2 separate regions of the Mus musculus genome follow, and region 1 is linked to region 2. Evidence: chromatin contacts called from public Hi-C data. All regions are on one chromosome and are shown on one strand. Each heading gives the region's core, a stretch centred on a gene start, on an enhancer-like site or on the middle of the called end of the contact. The rest is flanking DNA. Distances are from core to core; before and after follow the strand shown. Region 1 holds the start of Adgrb3 (adhesion G protein-coupled receptor B3). Region 2 overlaps Adgrb3 (adhesion G protein-coupled receptor B3).

Evidence for each region. Hi-C and Micro-C count contacts between places; a contact is called where the count stands out from the background.
Region 1: a contact with region 2 is called in a Hi-C map of cerebellar granule neurons, with 2.1 times the contacts expected there. The contact joins the promoter of Adgrb3 here to the enhancer-like site in region 2. A contact is called at or near these places in 2 of 484 Hi-C or Micro-C datasets (cerebellar granule neurons and cerebellum), 1 of 115 datasets of contacts at active chromatin or transcription factors (embryonic stem cells) and 3 of 9 other capture datasets (adipose tissue, liver and pancreatic islet).

What each region holds. Positions count from the first base shown.
Region 1 is chr1:25,826,268-25,831,838 of GRCm38.p6, forward strand. It overlaps Adgrb3 (adhesion G protein-coupled receptor B3), which reads right to left and starts at 3,440. Exons shown (of 31, transcript NM_175642.4): 1 at 3,195-3,440; 2 at 1-508. The coding sequence starts at 493. Gm9884 (predicted gene 9884) reads left to right here and starts at 4,163. Exons shown (of 2, transcript NR_169046.1): 1 at 4,163-4,774; 2 at 4,901-5,303.
Region 2 is chr1:25,726,462-25,732,251 of GRCm38.p6, forward strand. All of the region lies in intron 2 of Adgrb3 (adhesion G protein-coupled receptor B3), which reads right to left. Among named protein-coding and RNA genes, the nearest start is that of Adgrb3, 100 kb to the right of the region's middle. Within about 2 kb of position 3,575, at least 1 of the 459 cell types and tissues checked has an H3K27ac peak or open chromatin away from gene starts, as enhancers often do. A contact at or near this core is called in cerebellar granule neurons, where this site is marked.

The sequences.
Region 1 (5,571 bases), core at 2,190-4,689, 100 kb after region 2:
GGCTCGGGCTCACCTTGTTCAGTACCAAAAACTCAAAAAAAGATTTCTGATCCTCTTCGACTTTTTTCTGTAATCCTGGGAAATCAGTTGGAAATACCCGGCGTATCTGAATGAAATTTTTATCGTACTGTAGAAAAACAAAAGCATTCTTGGAACTGCAAAGTTGCATTATGGAATGGTTCTTTCTCAAAAGATCCTTTATTTTTTCATGGGAAAAATGATCAAACTGATAAGCCAGAAGGGAAAAGTTAGAGCAGCTAAGGTCCTTTTTGGAAAATTTCAGGTAAATGCTATATTTGGTTGGATCTGGATTTTCCAGTGTCCAGGTGCAGTTTGTAAAGTTTTTGGGAAACATTTCACTTACAGAATAGGATCCATAAATGACTCCCTTCACCAAAGTGGAACACCAGAAGTCTTGGGCAGCATTAAATCCAAACATAACCAGGAGATAGGTGGAAAATATATAAATCAGCAGGTTACGAACAGCCTTCATCCTATGTCATTTGGCCTGTAAGAATGGCAAAGGAAGTGAGACGCAAGCAGACGACCACAGGCATTGAAAAAACAAAACCCTTTCAATATTTCTGCCAGCTGTTTTCAAGAATTCCGTTTTTAAAAAAAAAGCCCTTTTTAAAAAAGAAGGGCAGGTGATTTTTATTTTATAACGCCAGGAAATTATCAGTTGCTGTGTGAAGAGCGCCCTCACGTGGTTGGTAGTGATGGACAAGTTCTCACCGTTCAATTTAAAAATAACATTTAATAGATTATTAATAGTTATGTCCTAATTCATCCACCAGGATTTCCTGCACATCCATTATCATTCTATCAAGTGAAGTGGGAAAGCATGGTGTTTTGTTCTGTTTTGTTTTGGAGTAGCAATAACCTGCATGTTAATTGCTGAGGTACTGACTTAAACTCCAGAACCTTCCCTCTCCCTCAGTCTTCTGCCTGCAGTAAACAGCAACACACGAAATCTAACCTGATAATCTGGAAGCAGCTGTCATCGCATTATTCCTTTCCTGTGGACTGTGAGAAGTAATCGTGGTAAATTACAGCCACAGCTTTAAAAGCAAAGACGATCATTCCTTCCAGATGGAATATCATCTCCCCAATGCCCCTACTTGCCTTTGCAGGGGCCACTGTGTGAACTGGTGAGACATTCCTGTGCAAAAAAAAAAAACCACTTGGGAATTCGTGGGGACGCGTCAGATTTTGAAGGAATCATCTGGGAGAGGGCATAGATGGGTAGATGGACCGGAAAGACCTGATGCTCGGCATCACCACTAAGTGTGAGATTCCAGGCAGTCATTTCATAGGCCGTGCCCTCCTGGGATGCATAAAGTGGATCGCTGTATTAGTATCTGTATCCAAAGGCAGTGTTGGGGGTGGGGGACCCCAGAACTGCAGCCACTGAGCTTGCCTAGGCTATGTTTCTCCAAATTATGGTGGTTTTAGTAAGAGTCATAGCTTATAAATTGGGATTTACACATAGTGCATGAAAAATCCTAGCATTGTGTTTGCTCCCTGGCCGACTTCAGTGGCCGAATTCCTGCCTTTCTAACAAGTGTTCCAGGTTGTTCTTCTTACATTGATTTTTGCCCCAGCTTTGCACAACCAAAGCATCCTTGATTATATTTACCTCTATAACTTATTAATCCCAATATAACTTAATTTTTTTCATCTTTAACCTTTAGAAAGTTATTCCTCAGAATGAATGACAATGCTTTTTGTTTTTGTTGTTGCTGTTCAGCCCTTAAGCTGATAAAAGTGATATCAAGTTCATTTTAAAAGGCTTTAAACTGAAGTCTCCTCCACCATTCTATACACAGAGACAGACAGACAGACAGACATAGAGACTGTTAAGAGTTTTCATGCCTTCTCTGTCTGGTCTTTGAACTAAAGCATACAACCTTCTTCTTTGCCATTGCATAACACAGCAACACATGCACTCCCAATCCAGTGACCAAAGTCCCTGAACAGATCTGCATTTCACAGAGTATGATTCAAACACTATGTCTTGACAGAGGCCAAAACAGCCCCAACTGTAAATCTCTACACAACAGCAGTTTAAAATAAACCCAGAGCTGATAGGACTATCAGAATAGCGTTTTCTCTTCCAAACACACAGCTCACTGAGTAATGCCTTTTCCAGTTGAAAATAAGTAAATAAATAAATAAATAAAGGTAATGATATTTTAGAGGTTACGTGTGTTTAAAAAAAATGGGAACAGTCTCGTGTGTGTGTGTGTGTGTGTGTGTGTGTGTGTGCACGCTGTAGCACTTTGCAGGCAATGCAGGTCTGCGCAGTGTTCTTCAGGATAGAGTGTAGGCGTTGAAAGCCGATGTGACAGTAAGTGTCTAAATTAGGAATTCCAACCATGAAAGGGGGCTTCATTTTATAATCAGGAACTCAAAAGGAGGTCGTATTTCTTTTCCTTATTAAAAAAAAAATCGGTATTTCTGCTTCCATTTATTTGGCAGTGGATGTCTGCAATAGTGTGCTTATCAGTGATTAGAAGAGAAGGGAAGAGCTGATTTCACATCTCTCTTCCACCCTTCATGTAACGCTCTTTATTTTTAACCATTCTTGGGGTACGAAGTCTTGTTTGTTTCTATATAATAAGAAATATGAATCATTGAACTGCCCCCACCCCCACTGCAGGCCCTGTTCAAACAACCGTATATCTGTCTAAGGAAAAATAAGGGCCAGAGGTTGCCTAAGGGATGGTCACTGAGGGCTCCAGAATGTTGTATTTATTTATTTATTTATTTGGCTCTTTCTGAGAGGCAAACCAGCACTGAGTTTAGCTATTCTCAAACTGATCTTCTGGGTGACACTTTAGTTTAGCCGAACATAGACGGCGCCATCACTCCACTGATTTTTTCCCCCAACAGAAGACCCAATCCTACTCTATCCTAACTTCCTTTTAACCTACCCCCCTCCGCCCCCGCTAAAATTACCTCAATCACGCACGAGTTGCTAGATTTTCTGGGTCTCTCTCCCTATTCCTTCCCATCCAGCACACCTCTTCAAAAACAGACTTCTCTTAACTTTTCAACTGCGGCGTTTTAGTAAGCTCAGAATCTTGCCATCCGCCAGCAACAGCCTTGACTTCCATCCCCCCAAACTGAGCCCAAGTCTCTCCGGGCGACCCCCCAGAAGACAGAGGTGACCCTTAGGCCCCTTTCCTTACCTTCCACTCCGAAAGCTCCGGGAGGCTCTTGATCTAAGACACCAGAACAGGCACACGTCCCAACAACAGTGATGGAGAGACTCCCCTTCGGTCCCAATCACCGTTGCCCATTTTTCCCCCCGGTTCAGCTTCAAATATTAAGATTTATGATTGGAAAAAAAATAATGCATGCAAACGAAAGGCAGAGGGAAAAAAAGGAAAAAAAAATAATAGGGGGGGGGGCGGTGGTATCCAGCGGCCAGAGCCTTGCGCCTTATCCAAGTGAATGAAGCCTTCAAAGGAGAGGCGGGGAGAGGCCCCCTGAAGGGAGACTCCACAGAAACACCAAACAGAAAAATGGAAGTGGATAAAGAGCGCAGATGTGTTTTCCCAAACCCACCCCCCCGCAACAAACGGATTGGCCAAGAAGCCAAAAAAGCGCTGAGAAGTGGCCGGCGGCGCTGGCTGGGGCGGCGTGTTGGGCGGTGGGCTGGTGGCAGGAGTGCTCCCGGCCGGTGGCGAGGCTGGAGCAGGAGCCGTTTGCTTGCTTGGTGCGCCCTCCTCCCCGGCCCTCCTCCCTGCCAGGTACTGATGGACGGAGCGCGGCTGAGGAGCTGGGGGTAAAATCCTGGGCTGGCGACGTCGGGAAGCTGTTTGAATGCCGGGCGAGGAGGGAGGCGCGCGAGGGCACGAGATAGTAAAGCTGTGTGGCGGGCGTGCGCGCCGGCGCGCGGCGCTCGCTCTCCCCGGGCTGCGCGCGAAGGGGGCCCGCGCGTTCCTCGGCGCGCACCCGCCGCTGGGCAACCCTCCCGCGCGCGTGCTCGTGGGTGCGCGCGTCCCCGGCGGAGCGCTGCGCCCGGACCAGAGTCCGGCCTCCCCCGCGGCGGGCGAGCTGGCGGGCGGGCGAGCGGGCGAGCGGGCGAGCGGGCGGGAGGGAGGACGGGCGCGGGAGCGAGGCGGGCGGGCGGGCGGGCGGGCGCGGGCTCCTCGGGGCTCTAGCCGAGCCCGCGCCCTGCTACTCAAACCCAAACACGTCTGGAAAACCGATCTTTTCTGCGCCTGGGAGGTTTTCGCATCCTCAGTTCCCACCGCTGAGGCTGGTCGCCACCAAGTGTAGGAGAAAGTCCCCAGGAGGAGAGGCAGGGGGGCGCGGAGACGGGAAGGCGACATGGAGGGGTAGGAAGTAAACGCTGGACTCGATCATCTGTCTGCTGCCATTCAGAGCGGACCTGCCGCAGCGGGAGAGCTGTCATTTCAGCACCGGGATTTAGCCTTGATCCAGTCTGCAGCTGAGGGGCCACAACTCAGCTCCCACTGCTCTTTGCCTCAGGCTGGAGGCTGGAACTATAGTTGTTCAGTTTTTTTGTTTTGTTTTGTTTTGTTTTTTGTTTTTAAAATCACAGCCAGACTGCAATTAACAGCTTATTTGTTCTGTCACGAAAGAGGCTTTGCCAGGACCACTGAGCAGGCTACCGAGGTCAGGCGTCCTGAGCTGCTCTCAGCATGGCGTTGGGACAATAGTGCGGGTTCTAAACTTTTGATTCGTTCTGGCTTCTTAATGCATTTATTCCTTGTCAAGTTTCCCCTCGTAGGAAGTTCGGGTAAGTGATGGGAAGAAATGAAGAAAAGCTACCTTTGTTGTCCGTTGAGAAGGGGGATAAGGAAGATAAATTTCTACACGACTCCACCGTTTTATTTACTTATTGTTTATTTTGCCTCTTGTACAGACGTCTGAAGATGCATCAGATAGACTTCACATGCACATGCAGGTCACTCGCCAGCTAGTTTGGTCTCTACTTGTGTACGCGGTTGGTGGTTTGCAAAACAAGTGTTTGAATAGTGTGCTTATGTGGTGGGAGGAGACATAATGGGTAATGCATTTGGGCAGAGTCCTCCTAAGGGTGAGTTGCCTGAGCAGCAGGTGAAGTTGAATGAAGCAATTTTCCATCATTTGCTCTACTCCCTCATTTGCATTTTTTGTTCCTCTTCTTGTTCCTCTCCCCTGGGGCAATTGCATAGCCAAGAACAGGATTTTCAAAGGAAGGCTATCATGAAAACAGGAAGGTACTGATGATCTTTTATGTACCAGAATTGTTTGAAATATTAAAATTGGCTCTTTGGCTCCTTGCATCTTACTGCATATTAATAGAATGACCCTCTTCAAGGCTTTTCTCTTTTAGGACAAGCATTGAAGTAACAACCGGTAAGGGAAACAGTTAATCACTTTCCAGCAGGCTTCAACAATGTTCCCAGGAACAAATCACCAGGGAAAGCAGCCTGGGTGGCATTTTGGTTTTGTGTCATTTCTGGTTCATTACAATGCTTTTATTCATTTAGGGGAATGTGAAAAGAAAATGCTCTCATATGTCAAATGCAAAATCCCAAACGCTGTGTATAT
Region 2 (5,790 bases), core at 2,325-4,824:
CAAGACACAAAAAATTTTCAGCACGGCAAAGGGGAAGTAGACACAAAATCTTACCCCCAGGGACATGCTCATGGCAACTGATAGCTTCAGGAAGAAAAGTGAGTTTTCCTTTATAGTTCTTCCCCATTGTACCTTAGGATTCAATTCAGAACAAACAATTATCTTGTGCTGTATGGGCAGTATAAATATTGGATTGGGAAGACTGGACACACACACACACACACACACACATACACACACACACACACATACACACAGCTGGGTGGTAGGTAAGAAAGAAGAGTTGCATATTAGAGAAACTGAGGGAGGGGTGAATATGATTAAAACACATTGTACATAACTTGCAAAGAACTAATAACAGTAAAGGGAAGAAATCAGAAAGAACATTTATAATCAAGAATCATACAAAATTGCATACCATACTCACTAACAAAGCAAACATTCAACAAAGGAGAAATGATATAACCCTAGAAGCTTTGCATCTCAGTGAACAAAACTACTCAACCACACAGACCTAATGGGGGACAGCCCCAACCCACTTAAAGGGGAGGGCCAGGAAGGAGGGGATTTTTGGAGGCAAAACCAGGAAAGGGGATCACATTTGAAATGTAAATAAAGAAAATATCTAAAGATTTTCTGTGTCCCACATAGTTTCTGCCATCCTACCAAAAATGAACCTGAGATGGTTTATACAGCCTGCCTGAAGGGAAAAAAGAAATAATTAAAAGTGAACACAGATATTGCTGAGACCTCCATAAGGAGATCCCAAGACAATGGAGAAGGGAATTAGAGGGGGGAAGGTGGAAAGGACCTGTCACTCGGGAAACAGGAATTCCACAGAAAGGAACAAAGAGACTGTGCCACAATTAATCATTAATAGCAGCATAATTTGATAGCAGCCATGTTTCTGACATTATATATAGGTATATATATATATATATATATATATATATATATATGAGATTCTGTACATAAAACAAAATCCAAGCTAGATCTACTAAAAAATACATACTTAGTCATAGTTGCTAACCTGTCTGAGGTATAACAAAAATAAATATTCTAAATAAATGAAATAAAGGGAAAAATGCTTGCTTTTTTATTGTAATTAACTAATAAATGTGTAAAATATATTTTTGAGAAATTATGAAAGTCATGAATGTGAATTTAAAACTCACACACAATTTAGTAATGTAATATAAAACATTTTAGTTTTCATAATTTAGGTTTTTTTCTTATTGAGGAAATAGCAGAAATGAAGAGGCTCACATTAGTTTGTTCTATATTATATCCTATAACTTCAAATATTGTCTTATGATAATTTAATAATTGAAGTGGTTGCTTGTTGAGTGCTAATCAATGCATTCAAATGGACATTCCTCCTTCATCTTAACTTAGGTCTTCTGGGAAACCAATGTGCTAGGCATTCGTTTTCATCTTTCCCTTTTATAGCACAGTGACTCCCTGAGTTTGAAGAGGTGTGAGCCACACAATCAAGAACTCAGTCTCTAGTCCTGCAGTTCTAAGTCAGTGCACTTTCAAGAGTACCAACTCAATTTACACGGAATGAACTTTATTCCTCACAATGACTGATGTAATTGGTGTTGTTATTTTCCCCCTCCAACCTGCCAGAGCCAAGTCCCAGAGGAAGGAGGAAAAGTGTCAGGTATGCTTTAAAATGTATATCACTTGTCATTGGACGACTTGGAAATCTCCATCCTGAATCCTTTGTGCGGAGATAAAGCATATAGAGCGTCTGTTTAATTAGTGCCTGTTGAATCTACAATATATGCTGAATTTAAAACTATTTCCAAGAAGCTTCTCATTAGCTATGATTTGCGATAATACTGGGAGAAATATGACAAGCAATTTATCTTCTAAATTTCTCTAAAAGTCAGTTACATAGCAATAGAAAGTCAGTAAAAAACATTATTATCATTCGTATTGTAGAAAATGTACTGTTATGATTTTTATTAGTTTGGGGGCAGTGGAGTAGATTGTTCCATGCATATACATATATATATGTATATGTATATATATACATATATATGTGTATATATATGTATATATATATATATGAACATGTATATGTATTCCCTGGATTTTTCAAATTTATTCTAATTATGTGCATGTACATATTCTTAGCATCTCTATTGTGCTAATAACAGTCTATAACTCTACTTCCAGAGGATCTCACAGCCTCTCCATGCTTTCATGGGCACCCTTGTCATACAGACATACACGCAGGCAAAATATCCATACAAATAAAATGAAATAAGCACATGGAAAATAACAGTTTCCTTTATTACTGGATACTTAAATTGTATTTATTCCTCTGGAATAATAAATCTATAGCTCTTCGAAAGTCTTCATTGTACATATCATATGGTATTTAATTACTATAGTGCACTTTCTCTCTCAAAAATATACTTTGAGTTTTGGGTTGAATGGTTTGGTTTTAATGTTGAAAGCATAGAACACAGGGGCGGCTAGATGGGTTTAATGGTCAGGTGGTTCTTACAGATTCCCAAATTCTGAATAATTGGTGACACTCAGTACAGTGGTACCTTCTGTTGCTGAATTTGGTTTTGGAAAATGCTAATTGAACATTGCCCTTAACAGCTTCAACCTTTCTCTACCAGTAGTTAAACAAAATCATAGAACGTTAATGAAACCTAAATAGGTGAGATAATAAAAGTGAATGACTAGTGCTAGCTTACACTCGACAATGAACACACGGATAGTTGGAAGGCTATGGATAATTAATTTACAATTTGGATATGCAAACATCTTTTGTTTACAATTAGAGTCACTGATTTAAAAAAAAAACAGCAATAACTCAGAAAGATGTTAATTTTCTCATTAGTTATTTATCCTCTGCCCTCTGTATACATAGCAAAAGATTCATGTACTCACACTCAGCTTCATGATATCTCAAAATGAAATGAAGTAGACGAATTTCGCTCTCTATACTCACTACTACCTTCTGAGTCACTGGGTTTGATTACCCTATTATCCTTCTAACCTCTCTAAAGAAATTACCCAAGTTGTGCCTGAGCTACCTTCCTCTACGCTAAAGCAAGCTTCTTTCTCAGGATCTGGAAGGATGTGGAGAAGGGGAAGAATATAATCAAAATACATTTGAAGTTACAAAATCATTTTAAATAATAAAACAGATAATATAGACCATCATTTTACCTCTCTGCAAATAATTATGTAGCATATAATGATGATAATCTTTCTCGAAAACAAAACAATGCAGGCATCACGGCCCAAATCTGGAACTCAAGCATTACAGATAGCAACAGAGAAACAGGACTCCAAGACCATTATTGGCTACACTATGAATCTGAGTTCAGCCAGGGCTATTTGAGCCTATCTCAAAAATCATTTCACTTGGCCATGTATATCTTGTCAATATCCAATTCATTTGTCTTGTTTTCCAACAGAGGTTCTTGAAGGATCTACATTCATTTCGCCTAGTTCGTCTTGTCTTTATTTACCCACAATTCTTACTCACGCAGATCATTCAGACATCTGCTCTCCAAGCTACCCCACAGGAATTCTTGGCAAGTTCATCAGGAGGCATTATGTTTATGAGCGAGCATCCACAGGTCTGCCTTTCTTTTTCTGGGCCAACAGTAGAATTGCTAATGCTTGCTCATTCTGCAATCTCCCTATCCTATACATGGCATGAGGGAAACCACCACATTCCTAGGTTGTACATATCTGCCATGCATGTATCAGATTTCTTTGCTCATGAGCGTGAGCTTGGATGGGTGATCATTTGTTATAAAATGCAGATGTGAGTGTCACATATGTGAAGGACAGAGGACAGCATCCATGTTAGATAGAGAAAAAGTAGAGAGAATACACATTTTGGGAGCATTGAAGGACTAATTTCAGCTTTTCGAACCAGGAGGCTCAAAGACAACCATTAAATGATTGGCTGTTATTGAAGTGAGATTAATATGAACAATGCAAATGTCGTTCAAAAAATGTTCAGATGACCTAAGCATGAAAATAAATTATGTCCAAAAAAAAAAAAAAAAGAAAGAAAGAAAATAGCCGAGTAGTGGTGGCACACACCTTTAATCACAGCACTTGAGAGGCAGAGGCAGGCAGATTTCTGAAGCCAGCCTGGTCCACAAATTGAATTACAGGATAGCTTGGGGTACACAGAGAAACCCTATCTCGAAAAATCAAAAAAAGAAAAAAAAGAAATAAAGCAAAGCAAAGCAATTATGTCATTAGAAATAATATAATTGCAATTATTAAGCCAATATGAGCATCATTTCTTAGTAAGTAACAGATTATGTATCCTTATTCTTCTAAAAGATGAGCACTGGTTCTTGATTGAAGGACAACTATTAAAATTCCTAAGCATTGACTCAACCTAGTAAGTAACTTATCAATGGGGACTAATATTCCTAGGTGCATAAAATATTTAGTCATTGAAAACATGTAACAGTAATATTTTTTAATTATCTTTCTCATTTTAGCACTGTAGGTAAATTCAAAGGTAGCACATTAATGGGCTAGAATTACTATTCAACACCCAGCTTGATATTCTCGCAAAATTACATCTTTTTTTCCTTTGGTCATCACTAATTACACAGGTGTTCTAGACAGCATCTCATTCAACTTGGGAGACTTCTCAAGGACTCCCATTCTTCTCTATTACCTATGTACCCTGATGGCTTTTCTCAGTGTTCACTTTCAGTCATCCCACTATTTAGAAACCCAATTAGTATCTATATTTAATTAAGTTAAATCAGTAATAAATAAAACTATGACCAAAATATCCATTTGAATTGGCATCATCACGTTCAGAGAATCTGAATCAAAGCTCGCCAGTTTACTATATGGTGGTTTGTGTGGGGCTACTCACTATTATTTACATTATAAATTTTGAATGATAATTTTCTAATTTCTTTTTTATTCTAATGAAAAGGATAATCATTTTGTTCTGAATACTCATCTGTATTCCCATAGATAAAAGTAGCTCTCACTACTTATCGAAGACACTTCTTTTCTAAACAAACAAACACAATTGCAGAAAGCTACAACTGGCCAAGCTGCAGAGAACAACTGACTGTTGGGTGCTCAGCTACAACAGACACAGCCACAATGCCATCACAACACAGAAGGAACATCACTGAAGAGAGACAGGAGATATTGTAAGAGCCCAAGGATATCTGCTAAAAGACAATCTTATAGAAATGAGAGGAAGGTGGACCCATGAAGTCTCAACAACATGGTAGCTTAAAGTAGACCTGAGCAATGACACCAGCTGACATGACAAGTTGAATGGTGGGAAATCACAATTATCACCATCCTTAAATGAAAAGGTATAGACAACTACAAACTATTGAAAGAAGGAGAATTATTCCTCCCCGGGGTGGGGAGCCCCCTAATGATGCAATACCACTGGTCAGCTCTAAACAACAAACATTTGGGCAAGTGAAGAAAATACAGTATGAATATATGACATTTTAATTAACTTTAAGAGGACATAACTGATTCCACAGGGGTATAAACTATTAAGTAAACAAGCCCATTTCATTGTAAAACTTGGATGAGATTTTTGAACTCAAATAGTTCATTGCACATAATGCAAATATCAATAAAAATAAAGGAGGTAATGAAATATTTTAAGATAATTCAGGCTGCTGAATTATTATTATTATTTGCACAGTAAAATCTTTGTAATGATAAATAGTTCACTAAAACTAAATATCCACCTATTTTAGAAAAGAAAATCAGGAATTTGTTCCTAAAATGGATTTTATT